3 separate regions of the Mus musculus genome follow, and all the other regions are linked to region 1. A link is a contact called in public Hi-C and promoter capture Hi-C data. All regions are on one chromosome and are shown on one strand. Each heading gives the region's core, a stretch centred on a gene start, on an enhancer-like site or on the middle of the called end of the contact. The rest is flanking DNA. Distances are from core to core; before and after follow the strand shown. Region 1 overlaps Methig1 (methyltransferase hypoxia inducible domain containing 1). Region 2 overlaps 5330439K02Rik (a long non-coding RNA gene). Region 3 holds the start of Slc11a2 (solute carrier family 11 (proton-coupled divalent metal ion transporters), member 2).

What was found. Promoter capture Hi-C pulls out the DNA fragments that hold promoters and counts their contacts. A called contact is a pair of places that touch in the nucleus more often than the background predicts.
Region 2: a Hi-C map of liver shows a contact between it and region 1, with 2.3 times the contacts expected there. The contact joins two enhancer-like sites. A contact is called at or near these places in 5 of 39 promoter capture datasets (the 3T3-L1 cell line, the HPC-7 cell line, hippocampal neurons and 2 more), 4 of 15 datasets of contacts at CTCF or cohesin (the G1E-ER4 cell line, large pre-B cells, pro-B cells and 1 more), 115 of 484 Hi-C or Micro-C datasets (the 63-12 cell line, the AML12 cell line, the AtT-20 cell line and 65 more), 12 of 115 datasets of contacts at active chromatin or transcription factors (the 230-238 cell line, CD8 T cells, the HPC-7 cell line and 8 more) and 2 of 9 other capture datasets (embryonic stem cells and macrophages).
Region 3: a promoter capture Hi-C map of liver shows a contact between it and region 1, with 2.6 times the contacts expected there. The contact joins the promoter of Slc11a2 here to the enhancer-like site in region 1. A contact is called at or near these places in 18 of 39 promoter capture datasets (the 3T3-L1 cell line, 3T3-L1-derived adipocytes, the HPC-7 cell line and 11 more), 6 of 484 Hi-C or Micro-C datasets (bone marrow-derived macrophages, fetal liver, liver and 1 more), 10 of 115 datasets of contacts at active chromatin or transcription factors (the HPC-7 cell line, the SCID.adh cell line, embryonic fibroblasts and 4 more) and 2 of 9 other capture datasets (adipose tissue and pancreatic islet).

What each region holds. Positions count from the first base shown.
Region 1 is chr15:100,381,981-100,385,797 of GRCm38.p6, reverse strand. Methig1 (methyltransferase hypoxia inducible domain containing 1) reads right to left here. Exons shown (of 4, transcript NM_001024672.3): 4 at 1,363-2,071. The coding sequence ends at 2,007. Higd1c (HIG1 domain family, member 1C) reads right to left here. Exons shown (of 4, transcript NM_001002900.1): 4 at 1,843-2,071. The coding sequence ends at 2,007. Among named protein-coding and RNA genes, the nearest start is that of Higd1c, 19 kb to the right of the region's middle. Within about 2 kb of position 2,162, at least 4 of the 459 cell types and tissues checked have an H3K27ac peak or open chromatin away from gene starts, as enhancers often do. A contact at or near this core is called in hepatocytes and liver, where this site is marked.
Region 2 is chr15:100,441,502-100,445,318 of GRCm38.p6, reverse strand. All of the region lies in intron 1 of 5330439K02Rik (a long non-coding RNA gene), which reads left to right. Among named protein-coding and RNA genes, the nearest start is that of Gm5475, 20 kb to the right of the region's middle. Within about 2 kb of position 1,933, at least 311 of the 459 cell types and tissues checked have an H3K27ac peak or open chromatin away from gene starts, as enhancers often do. A contact at or near this core is called in hepatocytes and liver, where this site is marked.
Region 3 is chr15:100,421,122-100,424,938 of GRCm38.p6, reverse strand. Slc11a2 (solute carrier family 11 (proton-coupled divalent metal ion transporters), member 2) reads left to right here and starts at 1,884. Exons shown (of 17, transcript NM_008732.2): 1 at 1,884-1,977. It overlaps Gm5475 (predicted gene 5475), which reads right to left and starts at 1,746. Exons shown (of 3, transcript NR_040351.1): 1 at 695-1,746.

The DNA of each region.
Region 1 (3,817 bases), core at 913-3,412:
GACCCAGGGAATCCAGTGCCCTCTGGTAGCTTCTTGCATGAGCGCACGCAAAATACCCAAAACAATGAACCAGTAACAATCATAATTTTCTACTATATGGTAACAAGTCTGGGCTTCTGTATATAGTGGCATTATAGAGCAGTATTAATCTGTTTCTTAAAATACCCAAGAACAGGGTACTTTATCAGAAAAGAAGTGTATTTAGCTCACAGTATAGTTCAAAGACATGGGGCTAGCTAGCACTTCTACTGAGGGACTCTTGCCCCATGGTGGATGGTACCAAGTGAGGCAGTAGCAAGAGGAAGAGAACATACCAGGGGACCAAGAGATCATTTGTTCATTCATTCACTCATTCATTCATTCATTCATAGTCTCCCCCCTCCCCAACCTCCCCAACAGCTGACCTAAAACCTTAGTTCCCTAGAGGGGCTGTCTTTGATAACAGCTTGCCCTCATGAAAACATAGTTCCATAAGAATGGCCAGTCCCTCCCCTTGACCTGACCATCTCTCCCTAGACCCTACCTCTTCAGAGACTCCCCTGACTCAAGCTTGCACGCTGGGACCAGGCCTCCCACACAAGAACATTTTGAGGACATGTTACAGCCTGCAAGCATAAGCATAGTCAGTGAATATAGAGAAAACTATTCGTGTTCACTGTTCCCTGGGATTAAACACTGTGCCGTTTAATTAAGAAAGGATGCTCTGGCCGTGTAGGCCGGAGTCAGCGGCAATGCAGCTAAATAATTAGTAGTGAGTTCCCGCTACATGACTGTGTGCCCACCATACTGTGAAGGACAGGTGGAGAACATGCAGGCTGGCGGTGTGGTAGCCAATGAAGATACCATGTTTGGGACACGGCATTAGGCCACTGAAGTATTTTACAGAGTCAAGTGTTAAGGAGTGTCTGTGTAGAGGGACCCTACTTAGCAGCCTCCTGCAGTGGATTCCCCCCCCCCCCACTTTACCCAGCCCAGGGGAACGCAAGAGCATCATCGCACATCTTTTCCTTGGTACAAGGGGACATCATCCAAGTTTGCAAGTTTGCATGGGTTGCGGCTATTGCTAGATCCACAGTTGGCAGTGCTGTGTAAGTAACAGATACATTCTTTCCCTTCACTCAGTAACATTACAAAGTAGGCTTTGGGAGAGGTGTCTTCCATGCAGAAGAGGTGAGGCAGAGGGATTGCAGTTTTGAACACAGACACTGCTGCACAGTAAGATCCTGCCCCACCACTCACAAAGGGTTTCACAGTATACCCCAGACTAGCCTGGAACTTGTGACCGTCCTGCCTCCGGATCCTAGAGTTTTAGGCCGGCATCATGCCCTACTGTTTTGAAAAGCCATTTTCCTTCTCTTTTCTGAAGATTTATTTATTTGGGTGTGTGTGAGTATTTACCCACATGTAGGCATGCACACTGTATACATACTCTGGGCAGGGGTTGTGAGCTGCCATGGTGCTCTGCAAGAGCCAGTCCCACCCCCTTTCTACAGCCATTTGCTTGCTTGTGTGGATGCACACACGTGTGGGGCTCAGAGGATAACCTCGGCTTCATTCTCTTCTTCCACTATTTGGGTTCCAAGGTGCGCACTGAGGCCAGGCTTGGCAGCAAGCATCTTCATTCCTGAGCCACCTTGCCTCCTCTGGATCCCTTTTCTAAGAAAACACACTTGGTCTGCACTGCTTGCTGAGTGAAGGAAGGGGGCCACATTTTTGCTAAGAACCTGTTTAGAAGTCTGTCAGAGCCTGTTGGTGCAGGAACCGCTGCTGCCTGTGTGCACAAAGTCTGGAACTCCAGGGGGCCTAAGTCAGAAAAAGACAGCAGCAGGGTAATTTTCAGCTAACCGAGAGGATTTAGAGAGCAACCGCTTAGCATCGTGAGATACAGATTCTATGAGGATTCTGTGTGAGTTACACGTTGTAGCATGATTCAGAACACAATGAGAATTCCTTTTTCTGATGCTAGCACTGAAGGAGCCGGCCGTCCTTGCTTCCAGCTTCTGGCTTTACTTTTTGGGTACATTGAAGAACCGAGGTCTGATATAGTCCTTATACATAGAGTAGAGAACACCTGGAGAAGAAAGTCACCCACAATCAGTAGTGTCCGTGAGAAGCAAACACTGACATTTTCCCACACACTTTTCCAAAACGAGCACACTATTGCAAAAGAAAAGGACAAACAAAACTCAGTAAGCAAGGCTCCGCTCACCCAGCGGCTGCAGAATCAAATAACACTTAAGTATTTTGGATCAGCATCGACGCAGGCATATGCACATGTGCACACACAAACCCAAACTCATAAAAACACAAATTCTGTAAAAAAAAACATAAATTTAAAAGACAATAATACTTTGAACTTAAGCTGTCATAACACCATCCCCAAATTAAAGTTTTTGTTTTGTTTGTTTTCTTGAGTCAAGTGTTTCTCTGTGTAGCCCTGAATGTCCTAGAACTCACCACATAGACCAGGCTGGCTTTGAACTATAGAGGTCTGCCTGCCTCTGCCTTCCAAGTGCTGGGATTAAAAGTGTGTGCCACCAGGGCCGGCTGAACTCATGTTGGCTGAAGTCGGTGACACATGGCAGCAGTGGTAGCAGTCGGTGCGCAGAGGCAGGGGGATCGAAAGTTCATCCCGGTGTTTGGCTACACTGTGGGCGGAGGCCAGTCTGAGCTGCATGAAATCTTGCCTCAACAACAGAACCAATCTTGGGAAAAGCTAGGCAAGTTTGGTCAAACACAAGTATCTTAGTTAGCCAGTCACGAATTCAGCACCTGCCTGTGCTCAGCACCCCAGGGAATATGCATGACTGATGGAACCCTGCTCTGGGGATTAGAAGCAGCAGGTGAATTAGCTCTGAGATGAGGCAGATGACGCCAGCAGTCCGAGGGCTGTGTTGAAGCTTCCGAGAATTCTTGGCGATGAATTCCGAAAGGAAGAGTCAAGTATCAGATGTAGTTTCCCTCTGGCCTCTCTCCCTTGTCAAGGCATGGGTACCTAGTTGTCTAGATCGTTCACTTCTCCCAAGACTGCCCACTGTGGTCTTTCTGTGCACAGAAGATAAAGGCTCCATGGATTCTTCTTGTAGCACCGCAGGGCAGTAAACTGAGGCAGAAGCTGCAAAAAGCTTTAGAGTGAAATACTAAAATAACTAGAATTGATGCTGCCTAGCATTCAAGCCAAAATGTTTTCTTTTTAGCGGGACTCGCTGTGTTGAAACGACATTCTCGGAGCTGGAAAGGTGGCTTAGTTGGTAGAGTGTCTGCCTAGCACGCACAAAGCCCTGGTTTGGTTCTCAGCACCACACAAACCAGGCGTGGTGGCACACACTTGTGATCTCAGCATTCAGATGGCAGAGTCAGCAAAGTCCAAAGTTCAGAGCCATCCTTGGCTACATAGGGGGTCTGAGGCTAGCACTGGGCAGTGAGACCCCGACTCAACACACAAGTGAATAAAATGTGAGGTTCAGAGAGAATTCTGGACTCATTTCTTTTAGTGAGTTAGAGATAGTTCGTCCTTGCCGCTTGCCAACCATCTAAATGTCCATTCCCTGAATGTATGATCACCGACACTCATTGCCTCTCTAGTGATCCAGTTAGATCTCTAAGGAGAGCTCATAGTCTGCTGCCAATATCTGTACTGTTACAGCCCCATACACTAAGTGGCACGCGCACGCGCACACACACACACACGCACGCACACACGCACGCACGCACGCGCACACACACACACACACACACATGCACGCACGCACGCGCGCACGCGCACACACACACACACACACACACGCACACACGCACGCACGCGCACACACACACA
Region 2 (3,817 bases), core at 684-3,183, 60 kb before region 1:
CTCCAGAGCTACGCAGAGAAACCCTCTTGAAAAATAAACAAATAGACAGTTTTTGAGGGAGTCAGTTCTCCTAGCTCCACTGTGGATTCTGGGACTAGAACTCAGGTCGTGACACTTGTGTGACAAGTGCACTTACCACTGAGCCAACTTGATGACTATATTTTTTAAAAGTTTTATATCACATTTACCAACTTTAAGAAATCCCAAGAGCTCAGTTATAGTTTGGTGGTAGAGTGCTTGCCAAGGGAGAACAAGCTGCCAAATTTAGACCCCAGTACCACAAAAGCAATAACAAAAATTAATATTTTTTGACAGTGTCCTGCAAGCACTGTAGCTCAGGGTGGTCTTGAACTCACGATGCTCTCGTCTCAGCTCCTGGTGTGCCAGGATGCCAAGTGTGTGCCACTCTGCCTAGCTACCATGGTTTCACTTTGATCACTCAATGTTTTCAGGCCTTAAAGTAAATTGTGACCAATTGATTTATTTATATTTTTATTTTATTTTATTTTATTTTATTTGAGGAGAAGCAATCTTTTGAGCCAGGGTATAGCTCAGCTGTAGAGTGCTTGTCTAGCATACACCAAACCCCAGGCTTGACAAAAGAAAACCCCTCAACAGACAGCCACCGTCCCCTAAATATGCAAATAAAAACAGGATTAAACATTTGATAGTTTTTCTTTTTCTTTATTTTATGGGTGTTTTCCTTGGGTGTATGTCTGTATACCATGTGCACACTTTGTCCGAGGAAGCCAGAAGAAGGCATCCGATCCCCTGAAACCAGAGTTACAGGTGGTTGTGCTAGGAATCAAACCCAGGTCCTCTGGGGAGCAGGCAGTGCCGGTTGGCATCGCCAGCTCTGTCTGAAGGTTTGATCGTACTTACCTAGGTAAAAGCCAGCAGGTTTGCAACAGGGGCTTGTATTCCTGCATCACGTTTCTCAGTGATGAGTTTTCAGTGCCACACACACCAGGCAGGCATAACACCACCAATCCCCATTTCCGTCTCGTTTCCCGGGGGACTCTGAACACTCCGTAACCTTCCTGCGATCTTGATTTCCACTTTCCTTTCCGGCTTTACTGTTAAACGCCTGGCTTCTCTGTTTGTATGGAAACCGAATACCCTTTAAGAAGGCAAGCTTCTTGCTCTATTTACATATTTGTTCCCTTGTTTGTTTGCATTTGAACAAGCAGAAAATGAAATGGAAAGACCGCCCTCCACAGCAGAGGCAGACCGGCTGGGAGGCAGTGGCCTTGGTTCATGTATGCTGGCCTGACTGCCAGTGTTCTAAAATGACTTTAAAATCCCCTCATTTCACTGCAGGGGAAACTGAGGCTTCGGATAAGAGAAGCAACTGTAGACTAGTTAGAGTCTGCAGTACTTAGTCTAGGACACAGGAACGCTGAGGAGCTGTTAGCGAACTGCACTTCTCAGTGTCTGTGGAGGTGTTTCTAGACAAGGACGGACCAAAATAGGTTAAGGCTTGCTGTGAATATGGGCAGCAAAACCCAGAAAGTCTGCAGCGCCCAGGGAAAAAGATGGGCGTGGCTATGCATGCCCGTGACGCAGCGCTGTGGGCTTTAGAGACAAGAGAATGCTTGCTGCTTGCCAGCCAATCCCGGGTCAGTGAGGGAGGGACTGTCGCAAGGAAATGAGGCGAGAGGGCTATAAAGCAGGAAACCCACCTTCTCTGCCGGTGAATACACACACACACACACACACACACATACACACACACACACACACACACGCGCGCGCGCGCGCGCGCCACACAAACACCCCCTCCCTCCCTTGCTTCCTCTCCTTCCCTCCCACCCCCCCACCCCCGCCCCCGCCCCCAACACCAGCTTTCATGTTGTTTAAGGTCATAGCTCTGTGACAAGCACCCTTACGCGTCATGACTGGTAGCTTTTCTTCTCGGATCGAACCCACGCTGGTCCAGGCTACTGTCTTTAGGGGCTATCAGAGGACAGGGAAACTGAGCTGCCTCTAGGTTAGCTGCAGTTGGGTTCTGGATCTGATCTGACTCAAAGGCATTTACTGGCTTTCTTTCCCCCCAGTGATAAGGAGATCGCTGTCAGGCCTCCCCATGCAGTAGCAAAATGTTATCATCTAGAGATACTGTAATCAGGTAGATACTTTGGCCAAGTTACAGAGAGCCAGCGGCGTTGTGGTAAGCAGGCATTTCCTGCCATGGGACATTTTAAAACAAGGAATATAATGAGCTTCCACCCTAAAGGGAAGATTCTGTTGCGCATGTATGTATTGTATAGAAATACATATAACACATGTTTGTACTTACACAGGTAAGTGTATCTATGTCTATATAGATATATGCACAAACATAAATTATTTTTTTGTTTGTTTTGAATCGGGGCCTCTCTGCATAGCCCCAGCTGGCCTGGAACTCACTCTCTAGATCAGGCTGGCCTCCAACTCACAGAGATCCACCTGCCTCTGCCTCTGCCTCTGCCTCTGCCTCTGCCTCTGCCTCTGCCTCTGCCTCTGCCTCTGCCTCTGCCTCTGCCTCTGCCTCTGCCTCTGCCTCTGCCTCTGCCTCTGCCTCTGCCTCTGCCTCTGCCTCTGCCTCTGCCTCTGCCTCCAATTAAAGGTGTGTGCCACCACCACCCAGCTATACCTGTTGGAGGTGAGGGGAGAGGAAGAGAGTTTTTTTTTTATAAAGATTTATTTATTATTATATCTAAGTACACTGTAGCTGTCTTCAGACACACCAGAAGAGGGCATCAGATCTCATTATGGATGTTTGTGAGCCACCATGTGGTTGCTGGGATTTGAACTCAGGACCTTCAGCCACTGAGCTATCTCTCCAGCCTCAGTAAGGGATTCTGAAACCTCAAAGTCCATGATTAATAGTGTTAGTCATATTAAACATGAGTCTCTGCCACCAAATATTATAAAACTTGTGTTTAGGGCAAAGAACGCAAACCTTCTTTCTTACCTCATAAGACTTCTGTGCACATATTTTAGTCCCCATGACCTGGTAAAATCTTTGTTTACACAACAGACCCTGCTTCATTCTGGGAACTCGATGACCTGGATCTGCCACCCCCTTTCTCCATCTTCAATTCCTATGCACGAGTTCTTTTAAGACTAGACTAGGCTAGGGCTGGAGAGATGGCTCAGTGGTTCAGAACACTGACTGCTCCTGAGTTTAAATCCCAGCAACCACACGGTGGCTCACAACCATCTGCAATGAGATCTGATGCGTGTGTTTCTAGACAGCAACAGTGAACTCATATATAATAAATAAATAAATCTTTGAGAGTTCGAGGCCAGCCTGGTCTACAGAGTTCCAGGACAGCCAGGGCTACACAGAGAAACCCTGTCTCGGAAAAAAAGAAATCTTAAAAAAAAAATAATAAGAGTAGACTAATAAATAAGACTGTGAGGTCTTATCCTAGTCAATGCGGAAAAGACACAGCCACCATGTGCTAGAATAAAAACCAAGTGCATTTGCTGTCTCTGTACAAATCTCCTAGATCTTCAGTTCTCAACCTCTCTAAAGTAAAGCGGCAACCCTTTAATACACTTCCTCACGCTGTGGTGACCCCAGCCATAACATTATTTTTGTTGCTACTTCATAACAGAAATTTTGCTACTGTTATGATTTGTAATGTAAATATCTATGTTTTCCGATGGTCTTAGGCAGCCTATGTGAAAGGGTTGTTGGATCCCAAAGGGGACATTAGCCAAATGTTGTAAATCCCTGCCCTGGATCAAGAGTGAAGTTTTTGCCTGTCATGATGGTGTGGGCCTTTAATCCCAGAGCTCAGGAGTCAGAGGGAGGCAGATCTCTGTG
Region 3 (3,817 bases), core at 635-3,134, 39 kb before region 1:
TCAGCGGCTCTTTCTGTTCGTTCTTAGGTAAGTACACCAGTTGTTTCCAGGAGGCAACCCCCCCGCCCCCCTTCTTTCTGTAAGCTTTCTTCCTACTACACAGAAAAACCCCTGCCCTGGATTTCTGTTTTGCTGCCTCGGGACTTTTTCTTTTCTGTCGGGTACTAAGTTCTGGTTCTGCCCATTTTGCTCCCCTGCCTGGAGATCACTGATTGACTAGCTAATGGCCGCCCTTGGCTCCTTCAGATCTGGAGGGAGAGACCAGGTGGCGTTTTCACCTTTACTTTGAAGTCTTATAATCACTTCAGTGTGGCACGTACTGAGTGGAAAATGGATGTGGGCTGTCAAGGCTTCGGGTTAATTGGTTCCACCTCCCTTCTCACAGGGACAGAGTCCTCTGCTCATCTACAGTGGAGTGAGTCCCTGAACCCCAGCTTCAACTCCCAGGGGAGTGGCCTCCAGACAAAAGGCTTTACTACATTACCGCCAGGGCACCCACTGCCCGCCTCCACGTCCTGCCCTGCCGAATGGCACATAAATGAAATCTCAGAAGAAAACTTTTAACTCAATTAATTTTTACTAATAACTAGGAGTGGCAGAAATACAATTCCTCCTTCTCATGGCCGGTCAAAGATGAAATTTGATTATGCTTTGAAGGGTGCGGTTTGAAATTTTTCCCTCAGTGTTGACCTACCTTAAGTGTTCTCTCTAGCCAAGGGGAGGCGTACTCCTCTGCATATATAGAGGCTGCGCTGCTCTGAAAAGCCAAACCAGTCCTGCACCATGGGGAAGAAGCAGCCAAGGGCGGCAGCAGCTGCTCCCAACTGTGAGCTAAGTAAGTGGCCACAGCCCAGGGACGCTGGCCAGCCGAGGAGCACACCTGGACGCTGACACAAACAGATCTCGCCCCTTTCTTTTCTAGATGCAGCGGAAGGTCCCAGAAGAAAGGTTCTGGGCTCGAAGGCATTTAAGAAGCCTTTCTCCAACGCCACGGATGAGCTGGAGAGGCGGCCAAGATTAATTTGTAGTTTCTCTTCTTTCAGGTGACGATTCTGTATGAAGAGCAGCAGCCCCAGCCAGGGGCCTTTCTGTTTGCTTTTGCTGTCATTTTTTTTTTTTTTTTAAAGTTTCCATCTTTAGGGTTTACCCTTTCTTCCTATCTCCGTTCTTACCAAATAATGAACATTTCTCCCGGCAGTTTCTATATGAAGAAAACAGGGCTGTCATCTATACTGTTGTAGGGGAAATCGAGAAGTCCTTTTCGGTGGCAACTTGGGGCGGGGGGTTGTCAGGTCATAAAACTGCGAAGAGGTGAGGCTGAGGCCGGGGATGGAGTGGGACTGTTTTGGGGGCAGGCAGGATAAAATGTGTGGAGAAGAGACAGAGCCAGGTGGGATCACTGTGAGTCTTGGGAGTAGGACGACGGGTGCAGCCGAACTGGCTCCACTGGTCGAAGTTTCTCGGTTCCTCCCAGGCGTGGGGTGTTCTTGGCGCGTCAGTGGGCACCGAGCAGTGGCTCAAGAAGCTAATAGGGACTGCCATGGCGCCTTAGGATCGAGTGTAGCTGTTTCTCGGAGTTATCATCTCTTAGGAGGAAAAAGGCGTGTAGCTGCCTAAAAGGAAGTGGCGGGAACTATGACAAAAATGTATATGTCCCGAGCATTCCGGGGATGGGAGTTGCCAATATAAGAACGCCGAAGGTTTGAACTGCGAGGACCGTGGCGCGCCCGGCGGAATCACGCCTCCGGATCAGCCCCGCCCCCGCTCAGGCCCCGCCCCCAGGCAGCTCGGATGGGCGGAGCCTCCGTTCCCGGTCCGCCGGCCACGCAATCCCGCAGCTGCAGGAGTCCAGCCAATCAGGAGAGGGGGGCTCCCGCCCGGCCGGCCAATCACGGGAGGGCAGGAGGTTGACTGGGTCGCCGCTGGCTCCTGGGATATGGAGTCGCCGGCGCGGCGTGTGTGGAGGTGGCGGAGCCGGTAAGCCGGGGTGCTGGCAGGGTCAGGGGTTACGGCGGCCCGCTGTGCGCGGGCGTGCGAGGGGGCTCGGACGGCGACCTACGGGGCTGGAGCAGCCTGCGGGGAGGGCGCAGCGGCGAGCCCGGGGAGGGAACCCGGTATCCCGAGGAGACCGGGAGGGCTCCCGGCTCAGCATAGGCGCCGACGATCACGGGCCTCGGCTCTTCACCGCCACCCGGGACACCGGACCACCCTTCCGCGGCCGGCCGGCCGGGGGGTGCGACCGCAGTGCCCTCCCGGAGCCCCGGGTGCCCTGCAGCGCAGCGCCCTGTCAGCCCAGCGGCTGCGGGAGCTGCGCGGTCTGCCCGAAGGCCTCAGGCCTCGCGGTTGAGTGCTGCTCGGTTGTCCGGCTGTGTGTGCAGCCTGGGACCCTGCGCCTTCCAAGGCCTCGTTCAGGGACACTTGCACGCGATGGATACTCCCCTTCTCAGCGGCGTCCTAGGCCGGGTAGTTTGCAAACTCATTTGTTTGATATTCCACCTTTGGATTCTTTGTCCGTTTCTTGGATACATCATATTTGGAAGGGCATCCTCAGAAGTAGAGTTTCCGCTGTATAAAATGGAGACACTCGGTTATCCCTTGGTTTTCAACGGTGTGATTTAAGGCAGCAAAAGCAAAATATGGGAGAAGAGCTGGTGAGGGCCGGTGGGCATCCGAGAGCTTCCATGTGACCCGTGGGGAAACCACGGGAAACTGTCCACGTTGTCCACCGTGGCATTCTCCACCCTGACCAAGTCTCCTTACTTCTTGGCTGTGTTAACTTTTGGTTCAGGCTCCTTAAGCTTTCCTGCGGTCCACACTTAAAGGTGGGGTGGGGGGATGGGGTGGTGGTGGTGGTGGTGGTGAAGGTTGGGTCTGTCAGGGCTGTTGGTGTTGTTAGTTAATACAGGTAAAGTGCTTAGGGCAGTCTCCTGCTGACCGGTATTTTTTTTTTTTAAATTACTGCTTGCTTGTGCCTGCTGTTTCCTTAAAGACTTTAACCTTCTCAGTAGTCTTTGCCCTGAGTCCCCTGGGCTATTGCCAAAGGTCCTCCAGGCAAGGCTTTCTAGCCATACTGTTAGTCTGCAAGTGCATCTAATTACAGGTGAAGAGATGCAAGGTGCTGACAGTACCTTCTTACTCTTTGTCTTTTTGAGACTAGATCTGGCTACCTCTCGTTAACTGGCCTTGAACTTGCAGTGTAGACCAAATTGTCCTCTAGCTTACAGTGATCCTCCTGCCTCTGCTGAGATCACAGACTTTTACCACTCAAACTTGGCTTCTGCTGAGTTTATTGAATGGGGTGGTTAAGTAACGTTTTAGGCTGTTTCCTGCAGTAGCTCTGCTGGTAAATGTAACATTGAGATTTCACTGGTGTTTTTTGTTAGCTATTTTACTCAGTCTTGCTTGGGCTGAGTTTATTTTGGACACAGACCTAAAAGGCAGATGACTGCAGCACACATGCTCTCTCGTGTTCCGGGAAGGTCTGTGGGACTCAGAAGGGGAATTCCTGAACATCGTGTCAGCTCCTCCCATTGAGGAATAGGGAAGCTGGATGTGAATCTCGGAGAGGAGAGATTCTACTCTCGGGAAAGCAGAAGCTGCATCATCAATCAGCAGGGCTAGTGAGCAGCTATGGTTCAGTTGTGACTCAGTGAGTGACTAGAGAGAATTCCTTCCACAAAGTAGGATCTTTTTCTGTTTGATTTTGAAGCCAAGAGCTTGTGGGGCGGGGGTGGTGCTGTTTATCAGATGGCTTCATTTCTGCTACAGCAAGCACCTGTATGTGAGCCTCACCATCAATTCCGTTCCAGTGGTTGGA